Linked DNA regions of Mustela erminea: region 1 is linked to region 2. Evidence: chromatin contacts called from public Hi-C data. All regions are on one chromosome and are shown on one strand. The core of a region is the stretch at or near the end of the contact, and the rest is flanking DNA. Distances in the headings are between cores, read along the strand shown.

Region 1 (4,589 bases), core at 996-3,495, 570 kb after region 2:
CACTTACTTCTTATCAGACACATTTAGTGTATTCCAACTTCCAGGTACAGTTACCCTCTAATTTTCTTTTTGTCTATTCTTGTGTCATTACCGCATTTTAAAAAGTTGCTTTAAAAAAAAAAGATTTTATTTATTTATTTATTTGACAGAGATCACAGGTAGGCAGAGAGGCAGGCAGAGAGAGAGGGAAAAAAAGTTGCTTTTAAAATAGATCAAATTACCATATGATCCAGCAATTCCACTCTGGATATACACTGAACAGAATTGAAGACAGGGTCTCAAAGAGATACTTGCACACATCACATTAACATTGTAGCATTCACAATAGCTAAAGGTTGGAAGCAAGCCAAGTGTCCATCACCAGATGAATGAATAAATAAAATGTGGTATATACATACAAGGGAATGTTATTCAGCCTTAAAAAGGAAGGAAATTCTGACACATACTACAATATGGATGAGGCATCAGGATGTCTTGCTAAGTGAAATAAGTCAGTCACAAAAAGATAAATATTGTAAGAGATACCACCTACATGAGGTCCTAAAGCCATCATGTTTTGTAGAGACAAAAAGTATTGCAGTTGCCAGGTGCTGAGGGGAGATTAAATGGGGAGTTGTTTTTTAATGGGTATAGAGTTTCAGGTTTGCGAGATGAAAAGTGTTATGGAGATTGGTTGAATGACAATGTGAATATACTCAACACTACTGAACTGTACACTTTAAGATAGTTAAGATGATAATTTTTTTGTGTTATGTATATTTTATTCTATTTAAAACTAAAAGAAAAAAAAGCCACTCTAACAACAACAAAAAAGTTGCTTTTAATAGTTCTTAGTCTTTGGTGTTCTGCAGTTTCATCAGGATGTGTCCACATATGGAATTCTTTTTTTTTTTTTTAAGATTTTATTTATTTATTCGACAGACAAAGGTCACAAGCAGACAGAGAGGCAGGCAGAGAGAGAGAGAGGGGGAAGCAGGCTCCCCACCAAGCAGAGAGCCCAATGCCGGGCTGGATCCCAGGACCCCAAGATCATGACCTGAGCGGAAGGCAGAGGCTTAACCCACTGAGTCACCCAGGCGCCACCACATATGGAATTCTTTATTTTACACCTGCTCAAGAGTAAGTGCTTCTTGAATCTGAGCGTTCAAATATTCCACAATCCTGAACAATTCTTAGTTATTATTCTTTGATACGGCTCACAACCATTCTCTCTAGTTTCTCTTTCTGACATTCCTACTGGATAGACCCTGGGCCTTTCTTATTTTCCATTTATTTAGGTCCTGTGTTGCATTCTAGTAATTTTCTCAAATTATGTATCATAGTTCCAGCCAAATGTATAGTTCTTAATACTTAAGTGGAATATTTTTTACATATTTCTTAAAAGGGTTAAGGCAATAGATCAGCAAACTGAACCAGAAGTGAAAAAAGTCAAGAAACAGGCAGACACAGGCTCTCCTCTACAACTCAGGAGAATGTGCCAAAGCCAAAACAATATAGTATTACTACCTCGTACTCTACAAATACTAAACCCAAGCCATTTTGTGTCAAGTGCTAGATACCAATGAACGCTATCAAGCCAGATTGCATTACATCCCAAAGCCTGGCAGCAGCATTTCATACTGCATGTATGACCTCGAGCAAGGCATTTACTCTTAAGCTTCATTTGTTTTCTGTGGGTTACTGTGAGAATCAAAATGAGATAAGGTGAGCAAACGCTCTATATACCAAAGTACTGTTAAGGTATTTTCTCAATGCTAAAATATCCTTAAATGGTCAAGTGCACTACGGATTTAATAATCGTTTGGAAAGGATGAGGAGAGGAACAATCCACTAGGGGTGTACTTAGGAACTTTCCGATTTGGGAAGTGAGAAAAGTTGGAAAAGTCTCCTTTTAGAATTGAGGTACCTCGGTATTGCACTGGCTTTACCTATTATGTCCACAAATGCCCTTTTCTTAAACTTGAATGATTTACCTCTCCCCCAGCATTTCGCTTTACCAACCTCCTTCCTGACAGCTGTCAGAATTTTCCATACTGGCTTTCTGACCGCAATTTCTCCGACCCCTGCTGAGACTGAAGAGCGGCTTTCTTTGGACTGGCTTTCTCACGCTTAACTTCGCTCCTGTACTGTCATTGGCTGTTGCTTTTATCGGACCCGCCCACAACAGCCTCAATCCTGATTGGATGCCAACGTCCTTTTGTTATGGCGAAAGGTGGATCATGGGGCTTTGACAAAGGACGATTGGGGCGTCGTACAGCTAATGCGCAGGCGTGTCTTCTTGAGTGGGGATTGGTGGGCCACGGCGCGGGACGGGGAGGGACAGGGCGGGACTCCCGACACGGCGCAGGCTCTGTGGACGCAGAGGGCGGAGCTGCCGATACCGGTTGGTCCAAGAGTTGGGGCCTGAGGCGTCTTCCCGCTCCCTCCCACTCCTGGCTCCTTCAACGGCAGGTGAGGGCTGTCAAGGGCCGCGGAGGGCCTGGCCCCGGGCGACTGGAGTTGCGACTCCGGTACAGCGCCTGGGGAGTGGGGTGGAATGGGGGGCGGGAGGGCTGGACGCGGCCCGGCGCACCAGGCGCCCAGGAAGAGCGGCTTCGGGCCCGGGCATTTGGTGGGCGCTTCAGGCCTGACTCCCTGCAGAGCCCCTGCGTAACCTTCTTCTCATCTTATTATTGGGTTCCTTTGGGGAGGGGCTGCTCGCGTCCGTTAGGCGGACCCCCCCGCCGCCTTCTCGCGCCTCTTCTGAGTCGAAGGCCGCTGTCCAGCCTCCCGCCCTGAACTGGGACTGCAGAGGGATGCTTGGGCAGGATGGGCCTGGCACGCCGGGACTAGTCCGTGGCTGCTCTGCGGAGAGCCCGGGAGGTGGGAGGAGAGGACGCCGAGGCGGGGAGGGTGGCGAGCGAGCGGTAAAATAAGGGCTGGCGACAGCTTTCCTGGCGCCGAAAGGAGCTCCCGGTTAGTTTCTACTTGGGCTTCCCTCAAGGATCCTGCCCAGCAAGTTTTGGGGAGTTAGGATTGAAAAGGAGAAAGAGGATGCCTTTGGAAAGGCAGGACTTTTGTTATACAATGTATCGATTCCACTACTATGACGTAACAATGTTAAGGACCTGCTGTGCTATGTGCCCGGCGCTGTCTGTACCTGATGATCCAAAGCTATGCTTGTGTATTCTGTGGCTGTACTCCTCGATTAAATTCACTATAGCTAGCCATTCTCTGGGGATCCACCTTCCGTTCCTGTCCTCCTTTGGCCAGTGAATTTCTTAATCCTGTGGGATCTGAAACTGGATTTATCTAGCCAGAACAATGCAAAACTTGAACAGGCCTGAACAGACAGACCAAGTTGAAAGTGGATGCGCCGTGAATGGAATAAAATTTATCTTTAGTTGCTTAGTAAAATGTCAAAGGAATTTAACATCAAAGACTGCAAAAATATTTGGCACACATAGATTAGGGCTGTATTTCCATTATACAATGGAAAAAACAGGGACTTCATAGTTAGACCTGCTTTCAGCATCTTGGTACAAAATTGGCTGTGAAGTCTAAGGCAGATACGTAGCCTTTCTGAGGTACAGTACCCACGAATATAAATTACAATGCCCTTCTGTTGATTTGATGAACTAATAATATATGTGAAGCATTTAGTATGTTAATCAACAATGACATTATTTTAGTAGTCTTATTCACTAATAAGTGGATGACATGAAAATCAGTTTTAGATGCAAACAAGTTGGGTGGGTATCAGGAAAAAGTCAAAATCTTAGGTCTCAGAGGTGAGCATTCCTGTGGCGGTGTGATGGAAAACAACTAGCCTAGTAGTCTTGGCTCTGTCAGTGACTACTTTTGTGATTTTGGGTAAGCCATTATTTGGTCTCTGTTTGTTTGTAAAATGAAGTGGCTAGACCAGGTGATTTTACCAAAACTTTTTGTGGCCTGAGTTAGAGCCAAAAGGTAGAGGAGATAATAGCTAACATTATGAGGTATCATTGAAAGTACCGTACATTTCAACTTATTCTTAAAACAAAAATGTGAGGTACATACTTTTATCATTTTACAGATAAGGAAACTGAGGCTGAGATGTTAACCTTGCTCAAGATTTCAGAGCTTATAAATAGCAGAGCTAGGATTTAAATCCAGGTAATATAAATTTATGTCCTTTATCACTGTGCTAAACTGCTTAACAGTGGTACTATTCAGGATACTATAAGAGAAGGTAGAGTTCTCCTTTGGTAAAAGAGTAGTCTTTGATCACAGAAGTGTGGGCATGGAAAATGGATCCATCCTAATGTTTGTCACACTTCCTGACTCTTGTTCTCTCTGCACTTTTTGCTTCCTGGACTTATACTATCAAAATAATTCTAGATTCTCTTCTCCCCACCAAGGCCAGATGAAGATAGGCACCAGAACGTACTGTAATTTGAGAAAAGCGTTTAAGATCCAACCTAGGCTTAGGTCAGAGTTGACAGATCTTCAAGAACCATATCTATTTCGGAGTGAAGGCAGCTTTAGAATAAACAGATCAGCCTTAACACCCCACACTCATTTCAGTGTCCTCATGCTAGAGATACTTTGGTCTAGATTTTCTTTTTCTT
Region 2 (5,040 bases), core at 1,935-4,434:
CATCTTTCAAAATAGAACCAAGCCTCCTATGTCTGGGACAATTTAAAATGTGGGGGTTGATTTGGGTCTTTTGATTCTACAATTGTCTCAGTCAAACGATGGCAACTTGTAAGGATTGGTACTTAAGGAGTAGGAAGTTAAGTGGTAGAAAACTACCCACAGAATCTAGTGACTACTTCGAAGATGTGTTCAGAGGGTAAGCCTATAACAGCCAGACAGTGTAGACCAGGGAAAAATAGCTGATGGGCAGAGTTGGTAGGTGACCATAAGATTCGGCTTCTAGATAGTTCCTTTCTTGTTCATCTACCAAGTGCACCTGGTAATGGCATGTATGGTCAGACTACTCTGCAGAAATGTTCCTTTTAACTCATTCAAGTTTCAAGTAATCAATCTCAACACAGAGGATCTGATGTCTGAGATGAACACAAATTAAACGGGCACACACCTAAGGACATTCCCAGTCACAGGGTGTGGGATCATCATGAGGCCAAAATAGTAAGAAATGAATACGAATAACTCTAGTTATTTAAATATTTTTGTCTCCAAACTGGGTTTTAGTATTTTTTCCTACTTCTGTTTTGCTCTTTGGTACAGATATAGTCAATCAGGCTGGCACTGTCCTCTCAAAACATACAGTTGAGTTTGATCTCTGACTCTCCTACAGACCCAGTCCTGGATTGGATTCCCCACAGCCTGGGCTGGTGGACCTTCCTTCTGTGGTGTGGTGCTCAGCCACTCCTGCTTCTCTTTCCAGGAGCGAGATACGTTAACCACATCTTCAGCTGCTCTTCCTCTCACCCTCCACTGACACAAACGACAAGCGAAACAAAAACCATTACTCCTCTCAGCCTGGGAACAAGAGGCCAAGTAGTTCTGGGGAGGTAGTGCGGTAGCCCAGGTCACACTTAGCCAAAGGAAGAATCGGAAAGAACAGAATCAGAACACTGACCCGGGGTCTAAATTTAGTATTCCTTCCACTAGCACAGGCCCTTCCCAGACTGCAGGTCACTGGTGCCAAGTGTATGCCCAAGAACTGCTTGCAGACTAAATATACAGTATGTCTCCCATAAGTGTACTGTGTTCTATTTTTCAAATGTAAGTGTTGTTGCAAAACCCTTTTTGTCTTTGTAGATTTTCTCGGTAGTCAATTATTAGGTAGACAGCTGTGAAATATTTATGTGAAAAAGAACTTACACTGAAAAATGCCAAGAGCCTTTATGCTACCACAAAGTTTCCTTTAGGCCTGACCCCTGCAGGCCATCAAGATATTTCAGAGTCTCCCCCTTTCCCCCCAGTATTTGCTTCCTGTTTCCAAGTCCTTTCTTCCAATGGGATAAAGCTGCTGCTTGCCACCTTTAGAAACAAATGGCTGATTGACTTAACACTTTAACAAATGAATTCACACTCAAGTAGAAACAGTTAATCAATCAGCAAAAATACAGAATACAGGGTTTTGTTTGTCCCCCCTCCACCCCGTGCGTATTTCAGTATATTTGATATTTCCAAATTTTGATAAGGAGGAGAAAGCTAGAAAAAAATGTGACCCAAGGGAAGATAAAGTTTGCTTCAGCTAGTTTTAGGACAGGGCTGGTTTGGGCTGGCCCTGTTAATCTTTGGGCACTCTGAGATATTCTCTTCCTGGGTGAGCAGGCCTGGGTAGCCGGGGCACATGCTCACAACTGGTAAGTAGTCACGAGTTGGTTTCCTAGCCTTTTCTCCACCCTGGAAGTAAGGGAGAGGAAAATGAAATGGTGATGTAGATACACCCAGCCACTTTTGGCCCCTGTCTTCCTGGGGCAAAAGAAATACCTCAAAAGCACAGTGGGTAAAAAAAAAAAAAAAAAAAAAAAAAAAAGAGAGAGAGAGAGAGAGAGAGAGAAAAAGAAAACTCCCCAAAGAGATAGTTAGGTTATTACTTCCCAGGATTATGCATTTATCCAAATGATTCCCTCCCAAAGGCTTTGCCTTGGGGTTTCTTGCAGAAGACCTACAGACCTAGGGATGGGAGGGCCATGTGCATTTTCAAGGCTTGCCTTCCCTATGAAACATCAAACATGGGTGAATCTAGGTCTTTCTCAACAAGCTCTAATGCATTCAGCAGCGGGTGAGTGACACCTAGAGCCCCAGCCTCAAGTGTGTATTCCAAAGTGTGAGGCTTGCCTTACAAATGGAGCTGGCTGAGGCCATTAACTGTTTCATATTACATGGCAGCTTTTAACCTCCAGTCTAAGAGGGCTTAATGAGCAATAGTCTGTCGAATTTCAGGATTTCAGGCCACCGCTCTTGTTTCTAAGGAGGACACACACTGCGTGTGCAATTAGAGAAAACCAGGCTGAGCTTTCGTCAGAGAAATGTAATGCCTTGAAGCCAAATGATGCAGTATTTTTAGTTTTAATTACCGGCTCGTTCTCCACCCCGCCCCCTGCCCACCGACCTCCTTGCCTTGCCAGTAGCTTCCCCTTAGAAATGCAATTGGCTAACGTAGACCCTCATTACTCCCCAAACCTTCGCACTCTTCAGTAAGAGAAAGGGAGGGGAACAAACCAGAAGCAATGAACCCATTTTACCTAGCTTCTTCTCCAGGGAAAAGATCTTAGCGATTTTTCCAAGGGCTGGAGAGAGGTAGGAGGTGTAAAAAACGTCCTGCCTCCTCCGAAGAGGCAGTTTTCTACTTCAAAAAAAACAAAACAAAAAAAACAGCTGTGGTAAAAATATCTCCCCAGAGCAGCCAGCTGTTTATTTATAAATCTGTGCGTGGCGAAGCTTCATTTCTCTTAAGTGTTTTCAAGAACAAGCGTAGTGTTTGGGTGAGAGGGGCCGGGGTGGCTGGCGGCCAACCCAAAGGGCGCCGGCTCCAGGGCAGGGGGCTCACGAAAGGCTGCCCGTAGAGACGGGGGCCGCGGGGCCGGGACTTGGGGGCGCGCGGGGGGCCTCGAGGACGGCCCCGGCTTCAGCCTTTTCCAGGCGGTCCTCGTCGGAGGAACAAGGAGCAGCTGCTGTTCTCCGCCTGCCCCAGCAGATGGTGGTGTCAGCCCGGCGCTCCGCCCGGCAGCCCCAGCTCCGCCCGCGCGGCGCTCTCCTCCCCCCCACCCCCCGCCCCCCAGATGGCTTAATCAGGACTCCTGTTCCTTCCCCCCACCCCCCGCGCCGCCCCCCGGCCCCCGCCCCGCGCGTCTGGGCGGACGCGGCGAACGTGGAGCCAGGCAGTCAAGTGTTACTGCGTACAGCAGGTAGCCTGGCAACTGAGAGCATAATACCGAGCAGATGGTGTTCGCACGGCGTGATGGACATCACACACGACAGCCTGAGACAATCCAGGAATTCCCTGGTGACTCGAGGCCCTCTTTACACAAAATGAGTTCTCTCTCCATTGCCGTGTATCTCTGGGGTTATCTCCCCCCTCTCTCCGACCGACACCGAACTGGTTTCTTATTACCGACTTTCCTTGCAGCCCGAGGGGAGGGAGCTTTCAGGTCGGGGTGGGGGAGGCCGGAGAAGGAAACGGAAGGGCTGGGAGCGGGAGGAGATGGGGGTGGGGGTGGGGGTGCGGTGGCGCCCGGAGAGGGGAGGGCGAGTGGCGTACACCAGCCCCCGGGGCTGACCGTCCGAGAGGGGCAGAGTTCCCCGCAGCCCAGGCTGCACAAAGCCGGCGCGGGAGGGCGGCGCTCTGGGCGGCCCGGGCTCAGAGTCTTTGCAATCACATGGCCTACGAACAGCCTAAATGAAATTTAGGATTTTACTTAAAAAGTCCCCTGGGGCGTAATTTAGCCTCTTGACTCGATCCTATATGCTTACAAGTCCTTAGGGGGCTCTAAGAAGTCAGGAGTGGGGCGGCAGGCCCGAAGATACGTCTCAGCGCAGGCGTCTCTAACAAAGAAACCGACGCGGCGGTCCCGGGGCGCAGGCGAGTCGCACCGGGGCCGCGGAGGCCCTCGGCCGGCGTGCGCTGCTGCTGAGCGGGTGAGCCGGGCGCGCTCCGGGGGCGCATTGCCCGGGTTCCCCGCACACTGTGCGTGCCGGGGCCAGGAAGGAAATGGGTGCGGAGGGCAGGCGAGGAGATGGGAGGGCTGTTCATGTAGGAAAAAGTAAAAATAATAAAATGGATGTCCCCAAAAACAAATCTATGCTTTTCACACACACTGAACTGGATCAAGGAATTAAAAAAAAAAAAAAATCAATCTCCAGCCCAAACGGAATTCAGCCTAGTTCTATATATCAAGAGGCTCCTATGTCCAACCCGTCACCAGTATCTAGAGGCTTTTTCCTGCAAAGACACTATTCAAGTTTTAAGTTTCAGAAGAAGGAAGTCTTTTCAAAGGTGGAAGCTAACGTTTCACGCAGAACATCACACTTGGTGGGAAAGAGTTCAGCAGTCCTGTGTCAGAGGGCAGCGTAGGATGAATCCGACACCCACTGCAGCCTGATGGACGCGTCTGGCTGTGATTCCCAGAGGCTCAGGGTGGTGAACGGGCATTCTGAGGCTGTGGGAAGTCATCTGACCTCTCGGTTTCAGGCCCCACCTCCTCAAATGAAGATCATATTCATAAGACTCCTCCCTTGACCAGTGGAAACTTTGGAGGTGAGATACAGAAAGAAAATGGTTAAGAAGATGCTCACACCTCTTCCACTTCCAGTTTGGGCTAAATAATGGGCTAAATTCAATCAGAGGTTCTGAAAGTGGGGTTCCAAGATCTACATCATTAGCATTACAGAGGAGCTTGTTAGAAATACAAATTCTCAGGCCCCACCCCGGGCCTACTGAATCAGAACCTCTGGAAGTGCTTTAACATGCCCTCCAGGTATGTTTATGATGCCCCACAGTTTGAGGATCACAGCGCAAATAGTACTCCTGGGGCATCTGAGCTCTCTGGGCCCTGATTTAGATTGCAAAAGCAGTCTTGCACTTTCAAAAGCAAGTCAGACTTTGTTTAGGTTTTTACTGCAAATTCTTCAGCATTTGGAACAAAACTCTTCAACTTTCAGAGGGCTGCTCATGCAATGCAAAGGATGTAATGCAATGTAAAGAATAAGGAATTCTGG

What was found. A called contact is a pair of places that touch in the nucleus more often than the background predicts.
Region 1: a Hi-C map of spleen shows a contact between it and region 2, with 2.5 times the contacts expected there. The contact joins the promoter of SCOC here to the enhancer-like site in region 2. A contact is called at or near these places in 2 of 3 Hi-C or Micro-C datasets (fibroblasts and spleen).

The regions. Positions count from the first base shown.
Region 1 is chr2:94,361,364-94,365,952 of mMusErm1.Pri, forward strand. SCOC (short coiled-coil protein) reads left to right here and starts at 2,246. Exons shown (of 5, transcript XM_032333460.1): 1 at 2,246-2,293; 2 at 2,295-2,451. The coding sequence starts at 2,261. It overlaps LOC116584746 (a long non-coding RNA gene), which reads right to left and starts at 2,189. Exons shown (of 3, transcript XR_004283313.1): 1 at 2,002-2,189.
Region 2 is chr2:93,785,912-93,790,951 of mMusErm1.Pri, forward strand. The region is part of intron 2 of MAML3 (mastermind-like protein 3); the gene reads right to left. Among named protein-coding and RNA genes, the nearest start is that of MGST2, 42 kb to the left of the region's middle. Within about 2 kb of position 3,185, the one cell type or tissue checked has open chromatin away from gene starts, as enhancers often do. A contact at or near this core is called in fibroblasts, where this site is marked.